2 separate regions of the Hordeum vulgare genome follow, and region 2 is linked to region 1. Evidence: chromatin contacts called from public Hi-C data. All regions are on one chromosome and are shown on one strand. The core of a region is the stretch at or near the end of the contact, and the rest is flanking DNA. Distances in the headings are between cores, read along the strand shown. Region 1 has its middle 140 kb from the start of LOC123426603. Region 2 has its middle 84 kb from the start of LOC123426602.

Region 1 (7,811 bases), core at 1,903-4,402:
TTGATATGTGGGTGGACCGAGGCGTTGTTCTTACTTGAACAAGCAACCCACCTATGATTACCCCCTCTTGCAAGCATCTGCAACTTCGAAAGAAGATTTAAGATAAATCTAACCATAGCAAGAAATGTGTGGATCCAAATCAGCCCCTCATGAAGCAACACATAAACCGGGGTTTAAACGTCTGTCACTCGCGCGACCCATCATCTACTTATTATTCCACAATGCCTTCCCGTAGGCCCATAACATGGGAAGTGTCGTATGTTTTACGGTCACACGACACCATTAAGAGAAGCAACAACATACACATCATCAAAATATCAAACAAATACCAACTTCACATGATTACTCATAACAAGACTTCTCCCATCCTCGGGAACACTAATAAATACTCACACCTCATCAACATGTTCAACATCACAGGTATAATAATGGTAATTAAGGATCTGAACATCATATCTTTCACCAAGTAAACCAACTAGCATAAACTACAAGATGTAATCAACACTACTAGTAACCCACATGTACCAATTTGAGGTTTTGAGACAATTGTTGAATACAAGAGATGAAATAGGATTTGGAGATGAAATGGTGCTGGTGTAGATGTTGATGAAGATTGATCCTCCCATGAAGGAGGAAGCATTGGTGATGCTGACGGCTTCGATTTCCCCCTCCCGGAGGGAAGTTTTCCTCGCAAAATCTCTCTACCGGAGAGCAAAAGGACCTCTGCCCAGGTTTCCGCCTCGAGACGGTGACGCTTCCTCCCGAAAGTATTCTTATGAATTTTCTAGGGTAAAACAAATCATATAGGAGAAGTGGGGCGTCGGGAGACCCGCTGGGCCCCCACAAGGCAACAGGGCGCGACCACGGGGTTAAGTGCGTCTTATTGGCTTGTGGCGACCAGGTGGCCCTCCTCTAGTATAATTTTGGCCCGATAATTCTTAAATATTCCATAAAAATTCTCCATGAAGTTTAAGTTCATTTGTAGTCCAGTGTTTTTTCAACCTTTTTCTTGGTTTTCACGTCCGGAATTCCAATTTCTAGCAATTTCCCTCTTTGTGATGTACCTTACGTATTCAAAGATAAAAGACATAAAAATTGTATTGTAATGAGGAATAATGGACAAGAATATCATAATATCAATACAAATTCATGATGAAAAATGAACGTATCAGCGCCCAACCCAGAGGGCCGCTGCCGCTCGCCCCCATCACGCGCAGGATCCCGAGCGGTTCCATGGCCAGCACGAGTGCCGACGGGCGCTACCCCGCCCCCGGTGCAATCTGCAGGAGGGTGGCAGGGTTCCCTTCTATGTAGCATGAATGTGTAAATAGATTAAGAAAAATGTTGATATTGATTTGTGTAAATATGATCTATAAAGAATGTTGTATCTACAATTTTTTTATGGTGAGGTGTCTTCAAACCAGTTATAGTAGATTTGTTGTGTAAATCTATCTATAAAGAATGTCATGGAAAATGTTTATGTGTTTAGGTATCCTGTGAGATTTTAATTAAAGAAATTATTTGTTGTCTTTAGATTAATTCGACTCACGACAAAGATGGTGTTTTGACTCAAGGCGAAGATCTGCTTTGCCGTGTGTTACTGAGATTGGATAACGGTAAAATCTTTACCATCCACTCGATGAAAAGGTGAGAACAAAGTACCCTTTGCTGACGGCAGAATCCTGACCGTCTGTTTTCTCGTCTTTGCCGTCTGGTCTTTTCGTGTAGTGTTTGGAGCGCCAAGAGGCACACATCCTAACACGTTATTAGCATTAATTATGCTTGGCTATGTAATGTTCTTCATCAACGCAACCGTTCATTACCTTGTAACATGAGGAGACAAGGTGTGGACACACTCTATATCAGCCATCCCGTAGCTTTGATACATGGGTTTGTTATCCTTTGTAACATTGAGACCCAAGAGAAAACATAGCCGGCATGAGACGTAGGGTTGTTACCTTCTGTGTGAGAAGTCTGAACTCGTAAAATCTTTGTGTCACATTTGCGTCATTGTTAGATCCAGCCCTTCTTCGTACCCCTAGTACTCATTGTCATGTTCATTTCCACGACACAAATCATGCTCTTCGAACGTATTTGAAGTGGTATGTATTGCAAGTAATGTACCTATATTCGGACTAGATCATAAGTTTATTTTTTATGCATCTATTAAAATAATCATCAGAACTAATCCTAAGAGATGAATGAAGAAGATTAACTTATTTGTTAGCCATTTTCACAAGAAGATTGGCTAAATAATGATAATTATACCTTTAGTTTGAGCTGAATAAATTTTTTTGCGTGAAAAATGCAGCTAGATACTCCGTGGACTCGGTGCCATCAATCTTGTGCTTTATAAGTTCGAAAACAATGCATTCCAGACTTCAGTTAATTGGAGAGGTGTCGGTGAAATTGCGCATCAACCTTAAGCTAGCTGAATTTGCGGGTGGCCGACAGACATGTCTTATGAACTTTGTGGTTGTCAAAACCGATCCAGTCAGTGGTGGCATTACATCGAGTGGTGCTTTGACTCGATGTGATAATGCCTTCTGTAATTGTCAAATGGTGACACAAAATCTTATCTTGTCTCATACAGTACAGTAACTTGTATCATGTGTGGGATGACATGTGCACACATCGATCCGCACGCAGATGATCAGTTGATCACATGATCCATCTTGTTGGGCAAAGTCTAGAAAAGGGCAATGCATGACATGAGGTGATGAGCGCCGTGGACCAGCGTGTCCACTGTCCAGGCTTTGTTCCGTCCGTATAGATAGATAGATCGTGGCGTCACGGACGCTCCTACTTGCACAACAATTATGCATGCACCGCACAAAGCATGTGGTCGAGGCCGGCCCCGCCATTCATACGGATACATCATGCATGTGAGCGTCGCTTGTCGACAGGATTTGTACGCCTTCGTTCATTCATTAATAGCTGTAGCGCTCGTCGCACTCGCCGCGAAAACTACAGCAGGCGGAATGCGATACATGCACGGCACTCCTTGACGCGAAACGACAACAAAGTACACGTATTCCTTCCTCTCCCGTTTACATCTTTGTTTTGGCTTTTCCAGTAGGATATGCACCCGGCAGGCGTGCTGTTCTCGTAGCCAAGCGAGAGGAGGTGGTGCTGTTCTCGTAGGCCCCATCCCACTCGACAATATCATGTGACTCTTTTCGTTTTCGATATATGTGCGTGGGATCCACCATCCCAGATCAGTCTTCTCTCCGTTCGAGTGGCCTATAGGTTTGCAGGTGCGCGTGTGACGGTGTGAGGCGCTTCTGGGTATGATAGGGTAGTATGATGCACATTTGCAAATATTATTGTATGATATTATTTTTGTAATTTGTAATATCATAAGGATATTCATAGTGAGAAGTACCTGTTGATTAATTAGGCACAATTTTCATGATTAGTTCCAAAATATAAAGCATGATGATACTATCTACTAACATGTGAAACTCTAACATATTAGATGAAGTAGACAACATAAATAGCAGCAACACAGTATAGCAAAACATGCACGCATCTAACATGTTCATCAGGCCAACGGAAACACGACGCACGTACCGAACGTTTGCAGATGAAGCAAATGTGTTTGGTGCAACTATGTTGTTGACGACGACGTTGGCGATGACGGGCCGAAGTAGACGGCGCTTGAGGCGGCGGTACGCAACACCGCCCGACTTGCTAGGTAGACTACCCGTTGTGAAAGCAGCGAGCAGTCGCGCAGAGCGCTTCCCAAAAACCTAATTCGCCCTCTCCCGTACATGATCAGAAAGGTGCCTGGTTCCGAGACCTGCTCTCCCGTTCGCCGGTGGACGCCAGCGCTCGGGATGGAATAGACTACGGTGACGGCACAAGGAACGAGGAGTGGCAAAACCCTAGATTGGTTTCTGTGTGTGTACAGCGCCCACGGCATGTGCCTTTTTATACTGCGGTTCGGAAAAACCCTAACGGGTGCGACGTGGCCCACGCCGCACATCCGAGTCGGTTGCAGCACACGATTCGGGAGCGACCCGAACCGGCCCAGCCGTGACGCGTCCGTCACGACTACGAATTCAGTTTTCCAAAACAGGACAATAAAGAGAAATGTTGTCTCGGCTCGAGGCCCGAATTCACGAATCGCGACGTGTCGAGTCGAGACGAGCGAGCGGCGGAGGAGGAGTGCGCGAAAGGCTCTCCTCTTCTCACTCACTTACAAGTGCTACAACACTCCACCTTATAAGGTGGTGTACATCTCCTCCAACTTTCCATGGGTGACTAAACTTTCCATTCCCATCACTTGCTTGTACACATGGGCCACTTTAAGATTTCAGGATTTGCTAGTTGGGTGCCCCAAATATGGGCCCAAATTCTAACAATTCCTCACCAGACCTCAAATGCCCATTTGGAGATTTTGTCACACCTCGCGTCTTGTTTATATACCAGTGTTTCAGCAGAGACCGTTAAGTTGAAGTTCCGCCTAGAACCTTGAGCTACGTCTATCGGCAACTTGAACAATGGACGAACCTTGAATTACAAGTTTGGTGCTTTTAGATTTCACTCAAAATCATAACTAGTACTTGGCTGCGAGTAGGCTACCCCGCGGGTGTAGCATATACGTCATACTACTTGGTCTCCTCATGAGTTAGAGATCACCCAAATCTCATAGACTCTGACGTTTTAACAGTCAGACTCATATAGGTGTGTTCTTTCAAGGGCGCTTTGTAGGATAGCACCTTTGCTACGAATAGCCAACATAAACACATTAAGGCATGTTGCCAACCTGCCATACAGCTCTTTAAGAGTTATGCATCTTCACTTAGAGAGGGTTTACAAAATACTCTCCTCACTTAAACCACTAGCTTGTTCTTCCCAGGTCCTAATTCACGGGATCTCCGATCACATAGGTTGGGTTACCACTAGGGTATAATACTCACGGGTCTCATACCCATCTCCTTCGATGCACTTTCTATCACATTACGTGATAGTCCCTTCGTAAAGGGATCTACCAGGTTTTTGTCTGTTTGAATATACGTAACAGTAATTAATTACTCCGGAGTTTCTCAATTTCCTGACATACTTCAAACGTCTTTTAACGTGTCTTGATGACTTCACATTATCATTAGAACTGGTCACCTTGGCAATCACCGTTTGATTGTCACAATTCATGAGGATGGCCGGTAATGGTTTTTCAACCACCGGCAAGTCCATCAAGAGCTCACGCAGCCATTCTGCCTCAACAATGGCTGGATCTAAAGCAGCAAGTTCTGCTTCCATGGTTGAGCTCGTCAATATGGTCTGTTTGCAAGACCTCCATGACACTGCGCCACCTCCAAGAAGGAATGCATATCCACTTGTGGTGTAGAGCTCATCTACATCTGATATCCAGTTTGAGTCACTGTATCTCTCAAGAACGACACAGTGCCCTGAATAGTGAATCCCATAACTCATAGTACCGTTCAGATAGCGCATGACCCTTTCAAGTGCACGCCAATGATCATTACCCGAGTTTGACATGAACCTGCTCAACTTGCTCACAGCAAAAGAGATGCCAGGCCTCGTCGCGCTCGCAAGGTACATGAGTGGACCGGTTATTTGAGAGTATCTCAATTGATCTCTCGCTATCCTCTTGTTCTTTCGAAGTGTCATGCTCGGATCATAAGGTGTTGGAGAAGGCTTGCTATCAGTAAAGCCGAAACGGCTCAAGATCTTCTCAACATAGTGTGATTGCGTTAACGTAATCCCACTCTCATCCTTAATAAGCTTAATGTTCAGAATTACGTCAGCTTCTCCCATATCCTTCATATCAAAGCACTTTGATAGAAAATACTTGACCTCGTTTATCACACTCATGCTTGTACCTAAAATCAGTATGCCATCAACATACAAGCACAATATAACACTACCGCCCCCACCATGGCGGTAGTAAACGCACCTACCAGCCTCATTAATGACAAAGCCCGCATAAGTTAAAGTTCTATTGAACTTCTCATGCCATTGCTTAGGTGCTTGCTTCACCCCATACAAAATTTTTAACAATTTGCACACCTTTTTCTCTTCACCTTTTACCACAAACCCGTCAGGCTGATCCATATAGATATCCTCTTCCAACTCTCCGATAAGGAAAGTTGTCTTTACGTCCATTTGATGAACGATCAGACCATAAGAGGCAGCCAGGGAAAGTAGTACACGAATGGTGGTCAGTCTAGCAACAGGTGAATAGGTGTCAAAGTAATCTTTGCCTTCTTGCTGGGTGTGGCCCTTGGCTACAAGCCGCACCTTGTACTTCTCAATAGTACCATCAGGCCTTAGCTTCTTCTTGAACACCCACTTACAGCCCACTGGCTTACAACCATATGGTCGCTCAGATAATTCCCACGTCCCATTAGAAAGAATGGAGTCCATCTCAGTATGGACAACTTCTTTCCAGTCATCTGCATCTTGAGATGCAAATGCCTCTGCAATGGACGTAGGAGTATTGTCCACAAGGTACACAATGAAGTCATCACCAAAGGATTTTTCAACCCTCTGTCTCTTACTCCGTTTAGGAGCTTCATTGTCATCCTTCTCGAGGACTTTCTCAACGTGTGGTTGTTCAGAGTAATCATTAGATGTACTAGATTAAGGAATTAACTGAGAAGAAAATTCAGCAAAGCTATGCATATCTTTCATAGGAAACATATTCTCAAAAATTGTTCAATCATGAGATTCCATAATAGTATCAACATGCATATAGGGTACCTCGGATTTAACCACTGAAAATCTATAACCAATGCTACGCTGAGCATAGCCTAGAAAGATACAATCCACTGTCTTTGGTCCGAGTTTGCGTTTCTTCGGAATTGGAACGTTGACTCTCGCCAAGCATCCCAAGTGCGCAAATATGAAATTGATGGTTTTCTCCCAACTCACTCCTCATAAGGGGTTTTCTCTTTGTTCTTGTTTGGAACTTTATTCAGGACATGACACGAAGTCAATAAAACCTCCCCCACCATGCCTTAGATAAACCAGCAGCGTCCAACATGGAATTCACCAAGTCGGTCAGCGTGTAGTTTTTCCTCTCAGCAATCCCGTTTGATTGGGGCGAATAGGGAGGCGTCCTCTCATGAATAATACCGTGTTCCTCACAGAATTCATCAAAGATTTTAGAGAAATACTCTCCACCACGATCCGACCTAAGACGCTTGATCTTTCTCTCTAATTGATTTTCTACTTCAACTTATAGATTTGAAAGTAGTCTAAAGCCTCATCTTTAGTTTGCAACAAATAAGCATTGCAGAATCTAGTAGCATCGTCAATTAACGTCATGAAATATCTCTTTCCACCTTTTGTCAACACACCGTTCATCTCGCACAGATCAGAATGTATGAGTTCTAGAGGCGCCAAATTTCTCTACTCGGCTGCCTTGTGAGGCTTTGGAGGTTGCTTAGATTGCACACAACTATGGCACTTAGAACCTTTGGCAATGGTGAAAGTAGGAATTAAACTCAAGCTGGAAAGTCTACTCATTAAACCAAAATTAATATGACATAAACAAGAGTGCCACACATTAGCATCTGAATCCACACTACCACAAATATGGTTTACTGACTTACTACGAAAATCCGATAATGAAAAGCGGAACATGCCTCCGCACTCATACCCTTTACCAATAAATTTTCCAAACTTTGACACAACTACTTTATTGGACTCCAAGACTAACTTAAATCCATCTCTGCGAAGAAGAGACCCGCTAACGAGATTCTTGTTCATAGTAGGGACATGCTGCACATTCCTTAGCTGCACGATCTTCCCCAAAGGAAACTTCACATCTAGCGTGCCAA
Region 2 (7,811 bases), core at 3,186-5,685, 200 kb after region 1:
GATCAAATCTCGGGCAAGTAACATACCGAAGGACAAAGGGAATGGTATGCCGGATTATATGAATCCTTGGCACAGAGGTTCAACCGATAAGATCTTCGTAGAATGTGTAGGATCCAATATGGACATCTAGGTCCTGCTATTGGATATTGACCGGGGAGTGTCTCAGGTCATGTCTGCATAGTTCTCGAACCCGCAGGGTGTGCACACTTAAAGTTCGGTGACGTTTCGGTATAGTTGAGTTATAGGTGTTGGTGACCGAAGGTTGTTCGGAGTCCCGAATGAGATCACGGACGTCACGAGGGTTTCCAGAATGGTCCGGAAACGAAGATTGATATATAGTATGGTTTCATTTGGTCATCAGAAAGATTTCTGGCATTGCCGGCAGTGTACCAGGAGTGATGAATGGGTTCCGGGTTTTCACCGGGAGGGGCCCACCCACCCGGTAATGAGCCCGATAGTCCTAGGGTGGCGCACCATCTCTTAGTGGGCTGGTGAGGCCAGCCCAAGTGGGCTATGGCGCCACAAGAAGAAAACCAAAGAAAAAAAAGAGGGAGGTGGGAAGGAAGAGGAGGACTCCTCCTTCCCAAACCGAATTGGAGTTGCAGTCCTCGTCCTCCTTTCGGCCGGCGCCCTTGGGGCTCTATTGAGTCCCAAGGCTATCCCCTCCCCTCCTGCTAAATATACTAGAGGTTTTAGGCTTTTTGAGACACAACTTTGCCACGTGCAACTCAAACCTATATCTCGTAGTTCTACCTCTAGATCGGATTTCTACGAAGCTCGGGCGGAGCCGTGCAGGAATAGATCATCACCATCACCGACGCGTCGTCACGCTGCCGGAGAACTCATCTACTTCCCCGTATTTCTTACTAGATGAAGAAGGCGGATATCATCCTCGAGCTGTACGTGTGCTGAACGCGGAGGTGCCGTCCGTTCGGTACTAGATCGTGGGACGGATCGTGGGACGACGGTGATTTGAATCACGAAGCTGTACCACTACATCAACCGCGTTTCTTAACGCTTCCCGCTGAGCGATCTACAAGGGTATGTGGATCCGATATCCCTCTCGTAGATGAACATCACCATGATAGGTCTTCGTGTGCGTAGGAATTTTTTCGTTTCCCATGCATCGTTCCCCAACACCCCCTCTCTCAAAGGCCAGACTAGCATCCCCCGAAATACCGGCATCATGCCCAAGAATAAGAAGGAGCTGACGCCTGGGGAGCGGGCTTGGGAGTCGGCGGAGAGAAAGGGTCGGAGGGTGCTCCAACGGTTGTAGGTGGTGCTGGCTACGATCTCGATGAGACCAAAGCCAGGAAGGCTGAGGCGGACCGCTCACGCCGTTGACCTATGGCCAAGCTGGCATGTAGCCTGCTTTCGTGCAAGATCAGCTCAGCCTGGACCTGGACGGCTTCGCGCTCTACCACGTGTTTCTGGATGACTACGGCCTCGGGGAAGAGGATGTGGTGGACATCGACGGAGAGCTTGTGTTCGAGGACGAGCTCGCCACACAAGCCGCTGGGGTGCAACCCAGGCAAAAGAGCAGACGGACGAAGGCATACGCGGCGACCGAGGACAAGCTCATTTGTGATTGTTGGAGGGACATTGGGCAAGATCACATGGTCGACGCCGATGAAAAGACATCAACCTTTTGGATTCATGTCCGTGAGTTTCACAAACGCAAGAAGTTTCCGCCGTACCAAATGCAAAGCATGCGCGGGTGGGTGTGCATTTTGAAGCGATGGAAGGTGATCCAACAAGAATGCAACAAGTTTTGTGCCACTTATGAGAGTATCAAGGCACGCCCCGTCAGCGGCATCGGCATACAAGACATGGTATGCATGCATACCCCCTCGTTGTTTACATGTTCATTTGTTAATATGCGTGCGTGTAATTCATTTACAAGCATTCCAAGCTTTAGAGACATTCAAGGTCCAACCTCAAGGCAAGTCCTTCAACCTTTCTCATTGTTGGAGGATCATCAAAGATGATGAAAAGATCAAGCTCCAATATGCCGCCCTCACAGCGCAGAGAGGCAAGGAAGACGAGGAGGAGGTTGGGGAGGGTGAGAAGCCACGGCGGCGGTGAAAGACCAACTCCAAAAAGGAGGACAAGCGGGGTGCGGCGTCGATCGCCTTGATCGCAACCGTGGAAGGCATGATGACCAAAAAGGATTTAAGGGAGGAGAAGCCTCGGCAAGACAAGGAAGAGCAAACGAATGCCTTCATGGAGATTCAAAGGAGGAGGCTTGAGATGGAGGTGAAGAAGCAAACTAGGATGCTTGAGATGGAGGTGAAGAAGCACGCCAAGATGCTAGAGATCAAGGTCGCCAATGTCAAGACCAAGACGAAAGAAGTGGCTCTCGCTAGCATGATAACGGGGGTGGAAATCATGAAGGTTGATCTCAACATCGTGTCGTCAAGGAAGAGGCCGTGGTTGGAGAAGATGCACGCCGACATGCTCAAGTTCGATGACGAGTGATCTATGGCATCAAGCGCCATCCTTTTTTTATGTCAGCAAGTGTGTTGGCATGATCACGGCCATGATGGCGTGGTCAAAGTCCCGTTCCTTTTTGTGTACTCGCATGTGTGTCGTCCGGTGGCAAGTGGGCGAGCATAAACTGTTTTGTGAAGCTCACATTGTATGCGGGCTGCACGCATGATACCGACATGAACTTTGGACGACGACATGATCGCTAGCTTGATCTATTTTTCAAATATGTGCGCGCACATAAATGGGTGGCTAGCGTTGGACACACTACCTACCCAAATTTTAAACTAAACAAATGGCGAACGGACGACCGACCTAAACGGACAAAAACGGTTAAAAACACCGTCCGTATAGGTCAGCGCGTTAGAATTGCTTTTAACAGAAACTATGAAAAGGATGTTTCCGTATTATTATTATCTTTTTTTCGCAATTATCAAGCGAGTAAAAAGAATCCACTCACTTGCCCGTGATAGTTCAAATTCGGCAGGTAGGTGCCAAAATTCTCCATCTATCGTGGGCAGGGATGCGCTGGCCCAAGATCGGCTGCCATGAAAGCCTGCAAGTGGTGGGGGCACCAGGCGGTTGCCACACAGCCGGTTGCTCCCCCCCCCCCCCCCCCCCCCCCCCCCTCTCTCTCTCTCTATTGATGTCTTTTGGGTAGGATAATCCGTACATTGCACGTCACTTTTGAAGATGCAGATCACAGTACGCCATGCATGCTGCCTGCAAATTTCTGCATCTGCGCACAGTACTGTCCTCTGTTGTTATTGCAGTACCCCTGTCGGTCACCCCCACAGGCACAGCCACAGCCACAGCTTTTCTCCCTCAATCTTTGATGACCCACGCCTGAATTGGCAGATCCACGCGAGATGCATGCACTGCACTGATGTTTGCGCCTTCTTTGCGGGTTCCCTTTCCTTTTCCTTTGGTGGAGGTAGCAGTGCACCGTGCTCGTGTCTCTGTCCACCTATAGCTCTACTACCACACAGTGGCCGAGATTTGTCTAGCTTTTCACCTTTTTCCGTGACTGTCAAAGGCCTTGCAGCGTGCAGCAGGCCCAGGATTGTTGGGAACATTGAGCCTTGGGCAGACCATGCACCAGAAGGGCCCAGTACTAGTGTAATTGTGAATATGGTACTAAAATACCATTCCTACTTGTACCACTACCAGCAGTGGTAGTAGCAGGCAGCAGTGGCCGCAGGAAGGAAGAGATTGCAGTGCATGCATGCTCTGCTGTCATGCACCTCGCCCTGCCCTGCAGCAGTGGCCCTCGAGAGCGCCCGCTGGCCTACGAATGGCTTCTCTCCTTTGCACCATGATGCATGCATGTACCGTTGACGTGTGGGCTTGGCGCGCTGCTTGCTTGGAAGGAGTTGCTCGGTGACCTGTGAGCAATGGATGCAACCTTCGTCCCGTTCATTTGTGCAGAGCCTGCGTGTGGTCATAAGACGTACCAATCAGGCACGCATCGAGATTTTCATTTGCCACACATGCCGACGCACTGTATCATGAGGGAGGCACGCATGTGATGGATCATTGGTGGACGGATGTTACAGGCATGGACATCTACGGACCGAAGCGTGAAAGGTGGCAACAGCACCGGGTCAAGGGACAGCGGAATCCGAGCGCGGGCACGCGGAGCTAGGGGTCGAGGCACCGAGCTGTCAGTGTCAAAGTCCCAAAAGACGCACGCAACTCCGCGACGCGAGGATGCTTGCTCGCTCGGAAGGAGAGAAAGGGAGACACTGGCTGGGCACATGCTCGCACGGGACGCGTCTGTGGTGTGGTCTCGGACGGGCGGGAGGGGCTGCCGTGTCGGACAAAAGATTGCAGCTGCCTGCTCGACCAGGGCATGTAGTAAAAGCCATCGCACGCACACTGCCCACCACTACTACGCTCTGGTGGTGCCTTGCCCGGGTGGGTTTGGCACGGCGAACCACGTCGTCTCTGTGTCTGTGGCGCTGTTCCTTACCTACCGGAGCGAGTGGAGATCATCATCAGACGAGGGAAGTAGTAGGGTGGCGCTTTGCCCGGCAGGCGCAAAACCATACTGATCCGATGGGTCATCGCATGTGCCACCTCAATCACCGCTCTCCTCTGACGCGTCCACGTGGTTTGGGTAAAACATCGGCTGTTGGAGTACGTCACCACTGTGCTGCTACAGCTACTACGAGAGTGGCCGCTGGTTTGAGAGGAGGACAAATTTGCACAAAGAACGTGTTTGGTTGCCTTCAAAATTGTAAGGTAAATAGAAGGGTTGTCAACGAATATTGCTTTTGGCTCCCGAACTCACTGGAGACCTTTAAATTCAAACTTCAAATTCAGTAAAAATTTGTATTTTATTGTTTCAAAAAATTCTGAAAAAAAATACATAGATAGATGAAGGTATAATACACAAGTGTGTAAATTTTCAGAACAAAATACGTTGAAATGAGGGCTGTGCAAAAAAGACAAATCTAAGATTGTTTAACACATGTTACTATTCATCAGTTCAGATCATGAATTTGTCATTTTTGTACAGATCACGTTTTAAAGTATTTTGACCTGAAATTTCACACACAGGTGGGTTACGTCCTTATATACATGCATATTTATTTTCAGAATTTATTTTCGGAACCATAAAAATTTGAATTTGAATTTTTCAAAAATAAAGGCCTCCATGAAGCTCGGCCTCCAAAACACCATTCTCGGTTGTCAAACCCTTCTACTCGTTACTTACACTATTAAATACTGATAGATATAAAATATAAATATGAAAAATAAATAATAAAAAATAAATGATATTAACATTTTTGTAATTTTAGCAATATAACTTGAGTAGATCTGAAGCCTATATTTTTTTATAGAGGCTTTTTTCAAAAGTAGATGTAGACAAATTATTGTTGAGCCATTTACAGAATAGCATATAGTTATGATATTTTATTCAAGACAATGATCGTGTATCTTGACATTACGTTCATAAACAAATAGATCGACTCGTATCTGCATCTACTACTATTATTTAACTCATCAACCGTTGTTCAGCATGTATCTAGAATATTAAGTATAAAATATAATAAAGCTTCGAACAAGATAACATGGTATAGACAAAGTAAATTCAAGCCATATAAATAAGCCCCATCATTTTATCCTTAATGATAGCAATGCAAATACGTGTCATGTTTTTTTGTCATTCGGATTGAGCAAGGCAAGATTCAACCCATCACAATGCACTACTCTTATTAAAGATAAATCTATCTACTTGGGCAGACCAAACAAATAGATTGGAGAAATACGAAGCTATAACAATCATGCATAAAATAATTCAGAGAGGACTCAATTAATATTCATGAATAATCTAATTGTAAATCCATAATTATCATATCTTAATAAACACACCGTAAAAATGATTACATCAATAGATCACCCGAGAATTGCGGTGAACTTTGTATTGAAGATCGAAGAAAGAAAAGGCATATAGGTACTCGTTATGGACCCGTAGGTGTGTGCTGAACTACTCACACGACATCATGGATGCAATAAGTTTGAAGTAGATGGCCTCCGTGATCGATTCCTCCTCCGACATGGCAACGAAAAAGGTCATTAGAAGGCCTCCCGTCGGAACACTCACTTGTGGCGGCGAAAAAGGTGTTTCGGGTGAATCTTTGTTGAATTTTCGATATATGAGAATTTATAGGGGTGAAATTAGGTGAGACCGAGCCACGAGGAGCCCACACGGCAAGAAGTGTAGGCGCGCCCTGCTGCCTTGTCGTCTCCTCGTGCGTCGTTCGTCTCCCTCCAAAGTTTTTAGGTCTTATTTTGGTCAAAAATAATCATCAAAAAAATTCGTAGCGTTTGTACTCCGTTTGATACTGGTTTTCTGACAAAACAAAAACATACAGAAAGTAATAACTCGCACTTGATAGTGGGTTAATAGGTTAGTTTTTAAAAGATATAAAATAGCATATGTTTCAATATAATATATCCAAGATTAATAATACAATAGAGTGAAACAATCAAAAGCTATATATACGTTGGAGATATATTAGTTCGAAGAGGTAAAAACTTTGGATAGTACTACTCCCACTACTTTTGATTACAAGGATTTTACTTATGAGTTGCTCCTTTACTAAATATATTTCCCTCCTTCAATCCATGATTCATTCACCTAGTGCTTATGAACAAATCAAAGCTTTTATTAAACATATTGTAAGAGGTTCTATTAAAACCAATTAGGAAAAACTTGAATTAGAGGTTTCCATACCTAGAAGTTTGCATCATGAATGGGAACCCACAATTAATGTAAAGATAAAATATTAGAGGTTTCGACTATGCCAAAAGAACTATATGTTGTTCTCGGTTTCTCTAATGTGAGTGAATGTTCTTTAAATTTGCATCCAGCGGATTCTTATATTAAAAAGCCTTTCACAATAGTGAATGATGTGCTTATTATTTCTAATATTAATTATGTTCACATGAACTTTATCATTATTGATATCGAGTGTAATTTGTTTTGTCCAATTATACTTGAAAGACCCTTTTTGAATACTATAGGTGCCATTCTTGACATGAAGGAAGCTAACATACAATTCCTATTTCCTCTAAAGAAAGGCATGAAACATTCACCTAAAACAAGATTAAACCTCCTTATGAATCTATCATGAGAGCTATATATGGCACATATCTTTGAAAGATTGCATTATGCCAAGCTAAGGGAATTAAATAATAATACTTGTTTGGAGGGAACCCAATAGTTATCTTTTTTGTTTGTGTTAACAAGTTTATTGCCTCTATAGTAAATATTTTTGTATGTTTTATTTTGCTCTTTGTGCCAACTTGAACCTTTGGGATGTTATAAAATATATTTTTATTAGGTTTTGTGCAAAGTAGAAATTTTGTGTCTAGTGATTGAAATGTTTATCTATAATGGAATGTGGTCAACTCGAGAAATGTTTACACAGTATTGCATTATAAATTATCTATAGTGTCCTAATTTTACAAAATTTCTGAGGTATAGAAGTATGATAAAAAAAACTAGATCCTTGTGTATTGTTGTGTTTTTGACAAATTATGTTTTGTTTTATCGTTTCCTTGTTTTAAAGTCTCTACGGTTAATATCGAGGGGTATAAATTGTGGAACTCATAAAATACATTAGACATCAATTGAGAATAATAATGAATCTTGTCTTGAGAGTACCTAAGTGTATGATTTATTTTATTATAGTGACCTATCTAAGGTTTTATTATTGTAGAAGAACGAGGAGCATTGATAACGTAAGCTTGGGGATTCCCAAGTCACCCAAGGTAATATTCAAAGAATACTCAAGCATCTAAGGTTGGCTATG

What was found. A called contact is a pair of places that touch in the nucleus more often than the background predicts.
Region 2: a Hi-C map of seedling shows a contact between it and region 1, with 2.9 times the contacts expected there. The contact joins two enhancer-like sites. A contact is called at or near these places in 2 of 6 Hi-C or Micro-C datasets (leaf and seedling).

What each region holds. Positions count from the first base shown.
Region 1 is chr2H:450,798,157-450,805,967 of MorexV3_pseudomolecules_assembly, reverse strand. No RefSeq gene overlaps it. Among protein-coding and RNA genes, the nearest start is that of LOC123426603, 140 kb to the left of the region's middle. Within about 2 kb of position 3,152, at least 3 of the 3 cell types and tissues checked have open chromatin away from gene starts, as enhancers often do. A contact at or near this core is called in leaf and seedling, where this site is marked.
Region 2 is chr2H:450,594,830-450,602,640 of MorexV3_pseudomolecules_assembly, reverse strand. No RefSeq gene overlaps it. Among protein-coding and RNA genes, the nearest start is that of LOC123426602, 84 kb to the right of the region's middle. Within about 2 kb of position 4,435, at least 3 of the 3 cell types and tissues checked have open chromatin away from gene starts, as enhancers often do. A contact at or near this core is called in leaf and seedling, where this site is marked.